3 separate regions of the Sus scrofa genome follow, and regions 1 and 3 are each linked to region 2. Evidence: chromatin contacts called from public Hi-C and promoter capture Hi-C data. All regions are on one chromosome and are shown on one strand. Each heading gives the region's core, a stretch centred on a gene start, on an enhancer-like site or on the middle of the called end of the contact. The rest is flanking DNA. Distances are from core to core; before and after follow the strand shown. Region 1 holds the start of CSNK2A1 (casein kinase II subunit alpha). Region 2 holds the start of PSMF1 (proteasome inhibitor subunit 1). Region 3 holds the start of STK35 (serine/threonine-protein kinase 35).

The links. Promoter capture Hi-C pulls out the DNA fragments that hold promoters and counts their contacts. A called contact is a pair of places that touch in the nucleus more often than the background predicts.
Region 1: a promoter capture Hi-C map of fetal liver shows a contact between it and region 2, with 2.6 times the contacts expected there. The contact joins the promoter of CSNK2A1 here to the promoter of PSMF1 in region 2. A contact is called at or near these places in 2 of 5 promoter capture datasets (fetal liver and liver) and 1 of 2 datasets of contacts at active chromatin or transcription factors (alveolar macrophages).
Region 3: a contact with region 2 is called in a Hi-C map of liver, with 8 times the contacts expected there. The contact joins the promoter of STK35 here to the promoter of PSMF1 in region 2. A contact is called at or near these places in 2 of 47 Hi-C or Micro-C datasets (heart right ventricle and liver) and 1 of 2 datasets of contacts at active chromatin or transcription factors (alveolar macrophages).

The regions. Positions count from the first base shown.
Region 1 is chr17:34,690,306-34,694,369 of Sscrofa11.1, forward strand. It overlaps CSNK2A1 (casein kinase II subunit alpha), which reads left to right and starts at 2,655. Exons shown (of 13, transcript XM_003134359.5): 1 at 2,655-2,816. It overlaps LOC110257457 (a long non-coding RNA gene), which reads right to left and starts at 2,616. Exons shown (of 3, transcript XR_002340068.1): 1 at 2,411-2,616.
Region 2 is chr17:34,162,649-34,166,826 of Sscrofa11.1, forward strand. PSMF1 (proteasome inhibitor subunit 1) reads right to left here and starts at 2,075. Exons shown (of 7, transcript NM_001243340.1): 1 at 1,795-2,075. The coding sequence starts at 1,923. It overlaps LOC102164496 (a long non-coding RNA gene), which reads left to right and starts at 2,153. Exons shown (of 3, transcript XR_001302079.2): 1 at 2,153-2,328.
Region 3 is chr17:33,410,882-33,415,243 of Sscrofa11.1, forward strand. It overlaps STK35 (serine/threonine-protein kinase 35), which reads right to left and starts at 2,447. Exons shown (of 5, transcript XR_002339847.1): 1 at 1,033-2,447; 2 at 1-446.

The sequences.
Region 1 (4,064 bases), core at 1,405-3,904, 530 kb after region 2:
ATAGAAAGTCGACATGCTTAGGTTCTTAGGGCAGTGCCTATGGCCCAGGCTAGAATGCAAGCTCCATCTCTTGTATGTGACCTTGGGCATGTCCTATAATCTCTCTGAACTACAATTTACTGGTCTGTACTACAGGATACTTTTAGCTCCTACCTCATCCGGCTGAGGATTAAATAAGGTGCTGAACATTCAGTGAATGGCACGGAACAAGTACTGTGAACATTTTAACTGTGATTGTGGCTGTTGTTATTGTTGTTTGAAGGGGCTTTAGCCTGAGAGTTGTGCAGTAGAGGGTCAAGAAGAATAAGTATTGAAGATAACTGAACTGGTCTTTGGAGACTCGATAACCAGTGAACAGTAGAGACAGAAAGCTTTTTGGAACCAGAGACCTATACCAGGCTGGCCTGGAAGATGGCAGGGGTTGGGGTTGGGGTTGGTGTTCTGCACAGTTCGAAGCGTGGTATGAATGTGCCTGGGCGAGCCCTCTTAAGGATGTGATGGGCGGAGGCTGGAGTTGGGTGGAAGAATGAAGAACTGAGGCTGCAGGAGCAGTGAGATCCCAAGAAAGGTGTGAGGGCTAAGTCTTAGGACTGCTCCCATTCTTTTTCAGATGAAATTCCAGAGCTACCCTGGCCTCCTTCCTCAATCTTACCAAGCTCTCTCATGCCTTAGGACCTTTGTTCTTACTGTTTTTTTCTCAGAGGGACTTTCTGAACCACTCAACTGGAGGTTCTCCCCCTTTTTCATTCTTTTCCACAGCTATTTATCTTATTCCTTCATAGCACTTACTGCTACCTGAAATTATTTTGTTACTCTTTTGTTTACCTTTGCATTACTTATCACTTTAGAAGGTGAGCTTCATGAGGAACTGGTATCTGTCTTGCTCATACCACATCCCCAGCACCTAGCACACTGTCTGGTGCATGACAAGTGATTAACAGCTGTGAATTGAATGCGAACAAAGATGGGGGGGGGGCGCGGAGGAACCACAAGAGCTGAAAAGAAGTGGTCCAAAAGCTAAGTGAAGGTGTCATTTCCTGGAAGAGGGCTTCACAGAAATCTTGGAATCATCTTGTCTAACTGCTTCAGTCCACAAGAGGGGAAACCAAGCCCCATAAAGGAAGAATAACCACCAGCCTGAGGGCACCTATAGTGCCATTTCGGTGCACTCTCAGCCCCCTGAGGTCAAATGCCACAGACCTGTCTGACAGACGAGCCCCAAAAAGGGTCATGGCCACTTCCTTGAGGCCATCACTACGTCTACAGCTGCCACCACCCTCATCCCACAGAGGAGGAGATTGTCTCTTTGGGAGCAGAGGTGCCAATCAGCTGACGAACTGTGAAAGGGGGACTGGAGAGGGTGGGGAGGGCCATCCCTGGGTCAAGCAGCTATTCTGAGGCAGCTCAGGGATAAGAGCTGGTACCAAAATAACCCAGCCTCCTCACCCTTGTTCCAGACCTCACACCTCTGTCTGAGGCTAACACTTGAATTCCTCTCAGTAACACTTAAGACACCAGCTTTTAGCAGGGCCTGCAGGGAACAGGGTGATCATCAGACTCAGCCCTGTCCACTGGGGGCTCACAGTCTGATGGAAGGGGCAGGTTAGGGTTGCTGAGTAACGGTGCCTAGGTCTGGAGGAACTAAAGGGAGGAAAGATCCACAAAGGAAAGGATCCCTGAATTAGTTCGAGTAACATACAGAAGTTAGCCGGTCCAGGAGGTGACAGGAACAGAAGTAACTGCCCGTGCAAAGGGAAGGAGGCAACACAGATAAGTTCCAGGAATAGTCTGCAGTTTTAGTGAGTGGGCGCATCAGGAAGCTGAAGTAAGAGGGGTAGAAGAGGCTGGGGATAGGGTGTGGGGAGTGTCCAAATTATGCAGGAACTTGGATGTCAAGAGAAGAGCTTGGGCTGTCTTTGCTGCACAAAGGAAAGCCTTGAAAGGTTTTCAACCAAGAGGACGTCAAGATCAGTTTTGCACGGTAGAAAGTGCCCTGTAGCTGCCTTAGGAAGATAGCTCAGGCAAGCGGGGTGGAGGAGCGGCAGATCGAAGGGAGAAAATTTATCCTGCATGGGCAGCTCTAACTAGGACTCCTGTATGAGGGAGGAACCGGGTCTCAATCTCTAGAGGGCTAGTACCATCACCTCCTCGACTCCTGCGCCACACCACTCCCGGGGTCCAACTTTCGTTCACTTGTTCCAGAACTCGAAGTCTGAGCAGAAAAAAAATGTGCTGCTAAAGCCCTGACCCTAAACGAGGGACCACAGCAAGAGACTTCAATTCCCAAAATGCTTCGCTCTACAGCTCTGCAGGTCGCGCATGCTTCTTTTCAAGAAAGGCGGGCCAGCTTGCAGACTGCTAGGACTCGCCAGCGGGGTGAAGTGCGGGAAACTAGGGACCGCCATCTTACCTTGGGTCAAACCAACTGTACACTTAGTGGGAGGTTCGTGTTCTCTCTCTCGTCAGTTCATACAGGCGCTGAAATAAAATGTGCTTAATTACTACAAGCTTCGCTTTTATGCTTTATGTCGAGAACTCCTTCCATTTTGCACCCTGGTCCGGAACTGAACCCCTAGCGTACAATAGGACATCCCACCATGGCCGCACTCTGCTACAGTCAGCTGGGGGCGGAGTCGGAAGCGGTCCCGCCCCGCCTCCCGGTCCGAGGGGGTTTCCGCTTCCGGCAGCGGCGGCTGCAGCCTCGCTCTGGGCCCTGCGGCTGGCGGCCGAGCCGTGTGTCTCCTCCTCCGCCGCCGCCATATTGTCTGTGTGAGGAGAGGGGAGTGCGGCCGCCACCGCTGCCGCTTCCACCACAGGTACCGTGGGAGTCGCCAGGCGAGGTCGTTGTGGAGTGGGGTTGGGCCCAGGATGGGGCAGTGGGGCGCGGCCGCCTCTCACGCTTCCAGCGGACTCCCGAGCGGCCCTTCGCCTTCCCCTGCCCCCCCCTCTACACACACACCAGCCGGGGCCCCTGCAGCCCATCGGGGAGGCCTGGGGCCATCCCCTAGGGCGGGGAGTGAGGCTGGGGGGCAGAGGCTGATGTGAGGGTGGGAACTGGCTCTCGAGAGTCCGGCTTATTGCTGGGGAGAGGGCTGGGTCGGGGCGGAGACTAGGGGGCAACTTGGAGGAGGGGGTCGCCAGAGGGGGAAGGGAGCTTGAGGGGTGGGGCCGCAGGGGGGATGCTGGAGGAGGGTGCCTAGGGGAGTGGTGCCGGCTGTGTAGGCTGGGGTGGGCCCTCTCGCGGAGCACAGCAGCTGGAGTGAGGGCCTACTAAGGTCCCTCTGGGCAAGGCTGGGCTTCCCACCTGCACACTAGAGTGCAAGGTGGAGGGACCCGGGGCGAGGTCACTGGGGATAAAGGGGAAGGGAACCACGTAGTGGGGCAGAACGGGTAGAGTTGAATGAAGTTAAGGGTTAGTTGGGAGCTTGGTGGAAGAGGAGAGGTATTTCGAATGAAAGGTTGACTGAGAGTATACATGTTAGTTTGTGACCTTTTGAAGAGTAGGACTTTAATTTTGTTTTTGTTTTTCGGTTGTTGTGGGGGGGGTTGTTTCGTTTTTTTTGTTTTTTGTTTTTGCAGCATTGGAACATTTCTAGCCTTGGCAGGTCATGGGTGGAGCTTATGTAGTTTGTTTTTGGGGAAGCAAAGTCAGGGTCAGGAGAAGTGGTTTCTTGGCTATCGCTCTTGTGGGAAGGCAAGAGTTTTGGAAAAGAGGTGGCAAATTAGGGAAGACTTGATTAACTTTCAACTGCTAAATTTTATGAGAAGGGGTCTTGGAGAGAGAAAATGAGAAGAAAGCTAGAAAAGGAAGATTTTTCTAAGAGTTGGAAGACCCCATTCCATCTAAGGAGTGGCAGTAAATATCTAGATTCTCAAATATAAGTGCCACTGCTACTTAGCTGTAAGCCTCAGTTTTCCTATCTGTAAAATGGGGGTGATGATATTTCCTAGATGATAAGTTTATGATGAGGAATAAATAAGATAATTTGTGTCAAGTGCTTACCACAGTGCCCTGCAGGTGGTAAGTGCTCACTTTTATTAAAGGAACTAAATGGTATATTTGA
Region 2 (4,178 bases), core at 825-3,324:
GTCCCTAAGCTGTCCAAGTGACTGAGAGAGAACTGCTGACAGGATTTGGGAGGGGACGAGTGGTGTGAGCAGTGCTGATACATGTCTGTGTAATGGGGAGAAGGGAGTCCCTGTAACAAGTTCCTGCTCCTGGGGGGAGAGTAAACAGAGTGAGGTACATGAGAAGGGACAGCGAGCAGGGCAGACCTGTCCGATCTGAGGGGTTGGGGGGGGGGATGCTGAGAGCCGATAGGGAAGCCCCAAGGGCAGAGGCAAGTCTTACCCTCCTCTCAGTCCCACTGTCCCCGGAACCATCCTACACACCAGCTATCTAGGAGAACACCCCAGAAAAGGTGATATGAAATGCCTGGGGCAAGTGAAAGGGCTGTTAAAGACTGGAAAGCTGGAATGGAGCCAAGTGGGGAGACTATGCACTGAAAGGGGAAATTTGACTGTTTAGTGTGGGCCGCCTCTACCTGGTCCCAAATTGTGAAATGTTGAAAGGCAAGGCAAGTGAGACAAAGTGCAGGGCGATCAGAAAAGCCAAGTCTGGGGGAGGGGGGGAGCCAGAGATCCATGACAATACTTGTGTTTCTTATTCCTGTTGATCAGGGTGTGATGGTCTTGGTCAACAGTTCTAAGGGAAAAGGAATGGACAGTGAGGATGGGGTACAGAACCTGGATGTATAAACTGTGTTTGACGAGGGATCCCTAAAGCTCTGTATCAGAAGAAGAAAAACTAAGTCTCTGGATGTATGCGTGAGAAACTAAAAAGGATTAGGGAGCTTGAGAACTAAAGCAGTTAGAAATGAAAGTAAGATTAAGATCTCACTGTGAGATGGAAGGAGTGAAGCACCCTGCTCCCCAGAGCTGGTCTAGGTTCTGACAGTGAAAAGGCAGTGGTGGCTTGGCTGAGTGTGTGTACGGGAGGCTATTTTCTCAGATGGAGCGAAGGGACAGTAAGGGCTTCCCGCCCAGTTCTCAGAGGAAGTGTACAAGGATGTGGAGGGGGAGAGTCAGAGGGAAGGGGCAGGGGCAGATGGGAGAATGCTACAGCAAAGAATTAGTGAGGCTGCCTGGGCCCAGCAGTCCTAGGGCTCTGTGGGGATGACAACAAGGCCCCCAGCAGGAAGAGGCAGAACCTGAGGACAAGAGAACAGGAGGGGCTGGTCCTGTAGGACATCTTTGGGGATGCAAACCTACAGGCCCTCACACACAGGGTGCACCTCTGCATGTGTGTGGCAGGCTGTTCTTGCCCCAAAGCCTGAGCTAAAGATGACAACCAGAGAGTGGGCTGCACTGGGCCCTTCAGGAAAGGGAGAGGGTGTCTGAGCTCTCAGGGCCCTTGACTGGAGCTGAATGGGTCCAAGCTCACCCCTATACCCCTGCATGGATCCAGATACCTGCTGGGCGCTAAGTACAGTAGGAGGATAGTGCTGACAACAGCCCCACCCACCCAGCTGTATGGGAAGAAGCTTCGCGGAGTTCAGATAGGTGAAGAGGGCTCAGGGGGGCTGCACACCTGCCTCGGTGCCAGATCCACACAATCCCGGCCTGGGAGACTGCCGGGCTGTACGGGAGCGAGACTCTGTCCTTGGCTTTTCAAATCATGTTGTGCCAGCTGGGCTGGGACAGTTCAGCTAGCACCTCCCTGACCTGCAGGCCATAGGGAGCAATGGTGTCATAAGCCTCAGTGCCTGGACTTGGGGAGGAGGGAAGGCCAGGCACTAAGGACCAAGCCGACGGTCCTCTGGGTTCAGGCAGGAGACACCTTACCCCCTCCACCCTGGCCCTGGGCTGGCTCGGTTGGCGTACCTGGTCGCCGGCGCCCAAGCCGTAGTAGCCGTGCGTAACCACCTCCCAGTGTAGGAAGCAGACGAGGGCGTCCTGCGCGCAGGTGATGGTCGGCGCCGCAGACGCGAACAGGACCTCCAAGCCCGCCATGCGCGCCCCCGGCCTCTGCAGGCAGAATAAGGAAGGGAGAGAGTGCGGTGAGCCGGCTCGGCCCTCAGAGTACCGAGAACACCGCTTCGCCGATCCGCTGGTCTGAGTCACGTCCCTAACCTGCGCGGCCAAAATGGAGACGCCCCAGTGCTGGGGGCGTGGCCGCCGGAAGTGCCTGCCGGGGCCGGCGGTGCTGCGAGAGTGAGCCCGACTGGAAGCAAGAGCGCGACTCTCAAATGTTCCGCCAGGCAGCGGGCGGGCGAGGCGGATATCCTGGGGGTGAGGTCCTTCAAAGACGAAATCTTCAACTGGCCGTAGTTGGCGGAGCCACTACACGCAGGCTGTGGCGTCCTTGAGGAGGGGCTACTTTGTTCAGAGCCACAGACTTCTCATCTGCAGAATGAGGTGGGTTTATGCTGGTGGCGGAAGAGATTATGAAATAGGCCTAAAATATACTGATAATAATCGTTAGCACTTATGCAGTGCTTGTTCCGGACCACGTAATTCTAAATACTTGTATTCATTTATTTAAAACTCACAATCCAACCCCATAAAGTTTTTGTTAACTCCATTTTACAGATGGGTAAACAGGAACAAAGGGGTAAATTTGACCAAGATGAGTGAGTGGCAGAGGTGATACTGCAATCTAGTCTAGCTCCTTGGATAACATTGATTAAATGTTTATTGCTGCTAGATCCTGTGTCAAAACCTCTATATCGGGAGTTCCCGTCGTGGCGCAGTGGTTAACGAATCTGACTAGGAACCATGAGGTTCGGGTTTGATCCCTGGTCTTGCTCAGTGGGTTAAGGATCCGGCGTTGCCGTGAGCTGTGGTGTAGGTTGCAGACGCGGCTCGGATCCCGCGTTGCTGTGGCTGTGGCGTAGGCCAGTGGCTACAGCTCCGATTAGACCCCTAGCCTGGGGACCTCCATATGCCGCAGGAGCAGCCCTAGAAAAGGCAAAAAGACAAAACAAACAAACAAACAAAACAAAACCCAACCAACCAAAAACAACAAAAAACAAAAAAAACAAAAAAACAAACACCTTTATATCACCTTATCAAAAACTCTATGTGTTAAGTTTCATTATTATTCCCACTTTTCATATTTATCACCAGTTCAAAGAATGGAAGCCACTTCCCCCCAAAAACACAGCTGCTAACTCCAGAGCTGGTGCTCCTGATCTACTACCAAATTTCAGTCATTCATTTTCCTGTCTCCTTCATAATTTTTTTTTTTTCTGCCACAGCTCACAGCAATGTGGGATCCTTAACCCACTGATGGAGGCCAGGGGTGGAACCTGCATCCTCTTGGATAGTAGTTGGGTTCATTTCTTCTGAGCCACAACGGGAATTCCCTCCTTCGTAATTTTTATTATGTATTAGTTCTTCAACAAGTTTCTTGAAATCCTCTTATTGCTTTTACTCAAACAAATTTTGTTTTCCCATCTCAGTCAGCTCCCTGCTGCAAACCACCATCATCTCTCACTGGGATGTTGACACCAGCCTCTCAACTGCCCTACTCTATCTCTGTCTCCCTAAAGTCTATTCTACACTCTGCAACAAGAGATTCTGTTAGAACGTATGCCAGCTCACATCCCTCCTCTGCTCAAAACCCTCCCAGAGCTCCCATCACACTGCAGAGAAAAGTAAGTCCTTCCCATGGTCTGTAGGAACCATCTTATGGTCTGTGCTCCCCACCCCTGCCTCTCTCTAACATTATCTCCTCCAACTCTCCTCCCATCCCCTGCACTCGTCTGCAGTGATCTTGACTCCCCTCTTCTTTTATACCCACATCGGATCGAACAGCAAAGCTCGTCCACTTTACCCTCAAAGTATACTCTGAATCCGACCACTTCTTCCTACCCGCACTGGTTGGAGCCTCTGGCATTTCATACTTGGACTATAGCAGTAGCTTCCTAACCAGTCTCCCTTTTCCGCGTGTTCTGTTCTCCAGGCCTTTGCATGTATTCTTTCTGCCCGAACTGCACTTTCTCATATATCCACATGCTCTTTCATTTTAACTGACTCCTTTCCTCACATCATGTCAGCCTCAGCAGAGGGCTTCCTGACACCCCATGGAAAAGAACCTCCTATCTTTAACCTTTTATCCCGCTTTCTTACCTGCAAAGCATTTATCATAAGCTGACACTATATTACATATGTATTTGCTTAAGTATTTGACATTAATTTTGACCAAGGAGAAGGGACCATGTCCGTCTTGTGTATAGGTATACCTGAATGCCTTCCTGTCTCAG
Region 3 (4,362 bases), core at 1,197-3,696, 750 kb before region 2:
GCCAGCGCCAGCTCCACGTTCTCGGGGGCGTCGCAGCGGATCTTCTTGACCGCCACCCGGGCCCCGCTGCGCCCGGCCACTGCCTCGTACACCACGCCGTAACTGCCGCGCCCGATCTCCGCCAGCAGGCTGTAGCGCGGCCGCGCTGACCCGCCGCCGCCCTCGGGCCGCCGCCTCGCCAGGTAGGCCTCGCCCGGGGCCTCGACCGCCACCGGATCCATGGCCTGGGCCGCCGCCGCCGGCCTCAGCTTCGCGCTGAGCGCCCGCGGCACTGGGCTTCGCCTTTTCCGCTCGGGGCTTTGTGTACCTCTGCGGGCGCCGTCCTCTTCCCCCGTTTCCATGGCTGCGAGCGGCGGGGGGAGCAGCAACGGCGCTGCCCGGGCCCCCCCTGCCTCATCCCTCCGTCCGGCCCCGGGACGCGGAGGATCGGGACCTTGGATTGTGACCTGTGGGCGAAAGAACCGGTTAAACGCGCAGGCCGAGGCGGGGAGGCAAGGAGCGTAGGCCGCAAGGCGTCCCACCTCCTCCTCCTCCGGCCGCCACGGCCCCTTTAAGACGGAAGCCACGGCGGCTGACTGAACGGGGGAAGGGAGGGGAAAGCGGGAAAGACGAAACCACGGGGCAATGGCTCAGAGGGGGAGCCGGAAAGAAAAGCAAAACCTCCTCGTCTGTTCAGTTGATTTATCCTATAACAATACGAAAAACAAGGACCTGCAGCGGTCGTGACTTAAGAAAATCGCCTTAAGCGCCAAATCGGCCTGTGGAGATCTGGTTCCCCCGCTCGGCTCCCTCTGGGATGCCCCTCCCCGCGTCCCTCCCTGTGTTCTCCCGGGTGTAAACAGTCCATTGAATTAAGCTCGAACGGATCCCCGCGGACCGACCCAAGTCCCGAAAGGCTGCGGGTGGAAAGAGTCGCCTTAAAAGTTCGGCGTTCCTGAGCGCGCTAATCTGGGGGCCCTCCTGCTCTGCCCAGGAGGCTCCGGGGTCGCCCCGGCTGGCTGCTGGCTTTTACTCCGCGGACCGCACCCTTACCTGGCCGGCTCCTTTCCACTTCCGGGCAGCCCGTTTCCCCTCTAAGGCCCCGGGTTGGGGATGGTCCGCTCCGGGCCAGGGCTGCCTCCGGTACGGAGCGGCGCGAGAGGCGTTGGCCCGGGCCGAGCGTGCAATGGAGCTTGCGGCCGCACGGGTGATGGCAGCGGCGCTCTCGGGGGAGAACTGAGCGTAGGGGCTCCCGCGGCTCTCCACGTGTTCGCGCCAGCTGAGCCCTTTACGTAACCCTTTTATATAAGCCTCACGTCCGGCCCGCACTCGGGCCAGCGGGGGCTCCTGGTGGCCCATCCCCCGGGAGGCCGGAAGAGTACCGCGCCGCCTGGGTCCTGCCAAGGTCGGCCGACCAGCCGCAGCCGGGCGTACTCACGCCGCGCCGAGGCCCAATCACAGGCTAGAACACCTAACCAGCAGAAAATGGGCGCCAAATTCCCGCGATCTGGCTGTAACTCCCCGGTCTCCGAAGCCGCCTGCGCAGCACAACCTCCTCCCTTCCTGGCCTGCGCTGGAAGAGGAGCTGCACGCAGTAGGCCCAAATAAACACTGATTGGGTGATTGGATTGGTCGGTTTGATTAATGCATAAGGATTGCCTGGGAACCGCCCGGTCTGGGTTGGAATCTAGAGCCCTGCCTCCTGTTAAGCCCCTGGATCCTGGGCAAAACATTGCCCCACTTGGACCCTCAGTTTACTCTTCTGCAAAGTGGGTAGGCCCTAATTTTCAGGGTTGATAGCACCAAATGAAATGTACATACACGTACATATTTATATCTAGGGTGGCTAATTGGGTGCAGGCCTGAGAGCGTTCAATGTAAGCTCCATTTAGGCATGAATTTTTAAATATTTTTTCACTGCTTTGTACTCCAATGCCTCCTAGATGCCTTATATCTGTTAACTGAATCTAGATATTTATTGAGTGCTTATAATATGTTAGGCACCGTTTTTGTTCTAAATTGCCAGGGAAAGAGCTGTGAACAAGACAGTCTCTACCTTAGTTGAGGTTCTGTGCCTCATGGAATCATATGGGTGACCTTGCACAAGTAAACTTTTTTGGCCACAGGAATAACCCCAGCTACAGCAGTGACAACTCTGAGCCCTTAACTGCTAGACCACCAGGGAACACCATTAATTAACGTTATGGTGTCTCTAGTCCTCATCTGTAATATGAGAAGAATAGTAGTTGGAGAATCCACTGAGGGTAGATGGTTAAAGCACTTAGGTCAGGCTTTGCACACATTAACTATCAGATACTATTAAATAAGCTAATACCCAGGGTCTTTTTTTGACAATATTAGTGTGTAACGAAGGAGAAGAATAAGCTAAACAGTGCCTGAGGGTTGCGGTCAAGCCACTTCTGTTAGTGTGGTCACTGAAAAACTTTTTTTTGCTGTTTAGGGCTGCACTCGCAGCATATGGAGGTTCCCAGGCTAGGGGTTGAATCAGAGCTGCAGCTGCTGGCCTATGCCACAACCCCAGCAACTCGGGAACCAAGTCACATCTGTGACCAACACTACAGCTCACGGCAACACCGGATCCTTAACCCACTGAGTGAGGCCAGGGATCCAACCTGCGTCCTCATGAATACTAGTTGGGTTCAATACCGCTGAGCCACGGGAACGCCCTCATATACTTTTAAAATTGTCATAATAATTTTTTATATTTTACTACTTGCATTATCACATTCTCTCTTGTGTATATGTTTGTGCATATATTATATGCAATATATATATGTACTTTTTCCCCAAAAAAACACTTTGTTTCAGACATCATGCTCTTTAATTCCTAACTACTTCTGTGTGTATTACCTAAAAACAGGGATATTCTGTTGCAAAATTTCAGTACAATGATCAACATCAAGAACTTTAACAATAATATGATTTAATACAACTTCCATAGTTAAATTTTGCTATTGTCCCAGTAATATAGCTGTCCTCTAGGAGCCAATGAGGAACACATGTTGCATTTAGTTGTCATGTCGCTTTAGTTTCCTTTAATCTAGAAAGGCCGTTAATTAACTCAGGTATACTAGTCGGGTTGGTTTCTACCAGCCACAACAGGAACTCCTGGACAATTTTTTTGTGTGTGTATTTTGTAGGGTTTTTTTTTTTTGGTCTTTTTAGGGCTGCACCCACGGCATATGGAAGTTCCCAGGCTAGGGGTCCAATCGGGATCTGAGCCGAGTCTTCCACCTACACCACAGTTCACAGCAACACCGGATCCTTAACCCCCTGAGTGAGGCCAGGGATCAAACCCAGGTCCTCATGGATACTAGTCTGATTCGTTAAACACTGAGCCACGATGGGAACTCCTGGTTTAAGTTACAGTGGTAATCTGTTCTTATTCTTATGACCAATAGCCAACATTCATTAAAGTTTTCTGTCAGGCATAGAAGGTAACAAAGAATTCTCATGCCTGTGAGGTACTGTTCTTAGCCCCATTTTACAGATGAAGAGGCTAAAGGGAGGAGCTTGATTAGCTGGGATTTGAACTGAGACCCCAGGCTCTTCACACTGTCTTACCCCCCTCAGCCCCCCCTAATGGCGGGCATTTATGTGAACATGTAGGACCTTCTTCCTCGGCTTCCCTGTCAGCAAACATGCCTATGCCTAGTTCCCTGGAGCCTCACATGCGCTGGACATGACTGGAACACAATAGTTGCAGGAGACATGGAAGAAAAGGGCAGGAGCAGCAGGGAGGCTTTAGGCCCTTCCCGTAGGCCCCGGCCTTTGAGGGGCTGACATAGAAAATAAGACATTGTGGGGGAGTTCCCGTCGTGGCTCAGTGGTTAACGAATCCGACTAGGAATCATGAGGTTGCGGGTTCGATCCCTGGCCTTGCTCAGTGGGTTAAGGATCCAGCGTTGCCGTGAGCTGTGGTGTAGGTTGCAGACTCGGCCTGGATCCCACGTTGCTGTGGCTCTGGCGAAGGCCGATGGCTACAGCTCTGATTGGACCCCTAGCCTGGGAACCTCCACATGCCGCGGGAGCGGCCCTAGAAAAGGCAAAAAAAAAAAAAAAAGATATCGTGGAATCATGTGATTCAAATAACATTAGCCCTGCAAAGGACACTAAAGCAGGTGATAATAAAGCAGGTGCTATTTGGGGATGGAGGGTTTGGGAGAACCTCCCTAAGGAGGTGACTTGTTGAGCAGAGACCTGATGGAAGTAAAAGAATCAGCTGGATGCATACCGCCCAGGACATTTCATGTCGAGGGAGAAGCAGGTGCAAAGGCCCTGAGGTGGGATCATTCGAGGAGGTGGTGTGCCTGGGGTGCCGGGATCAAGGAAGGGCAGTGGGAAGCAGAGTGGTGATGCTCC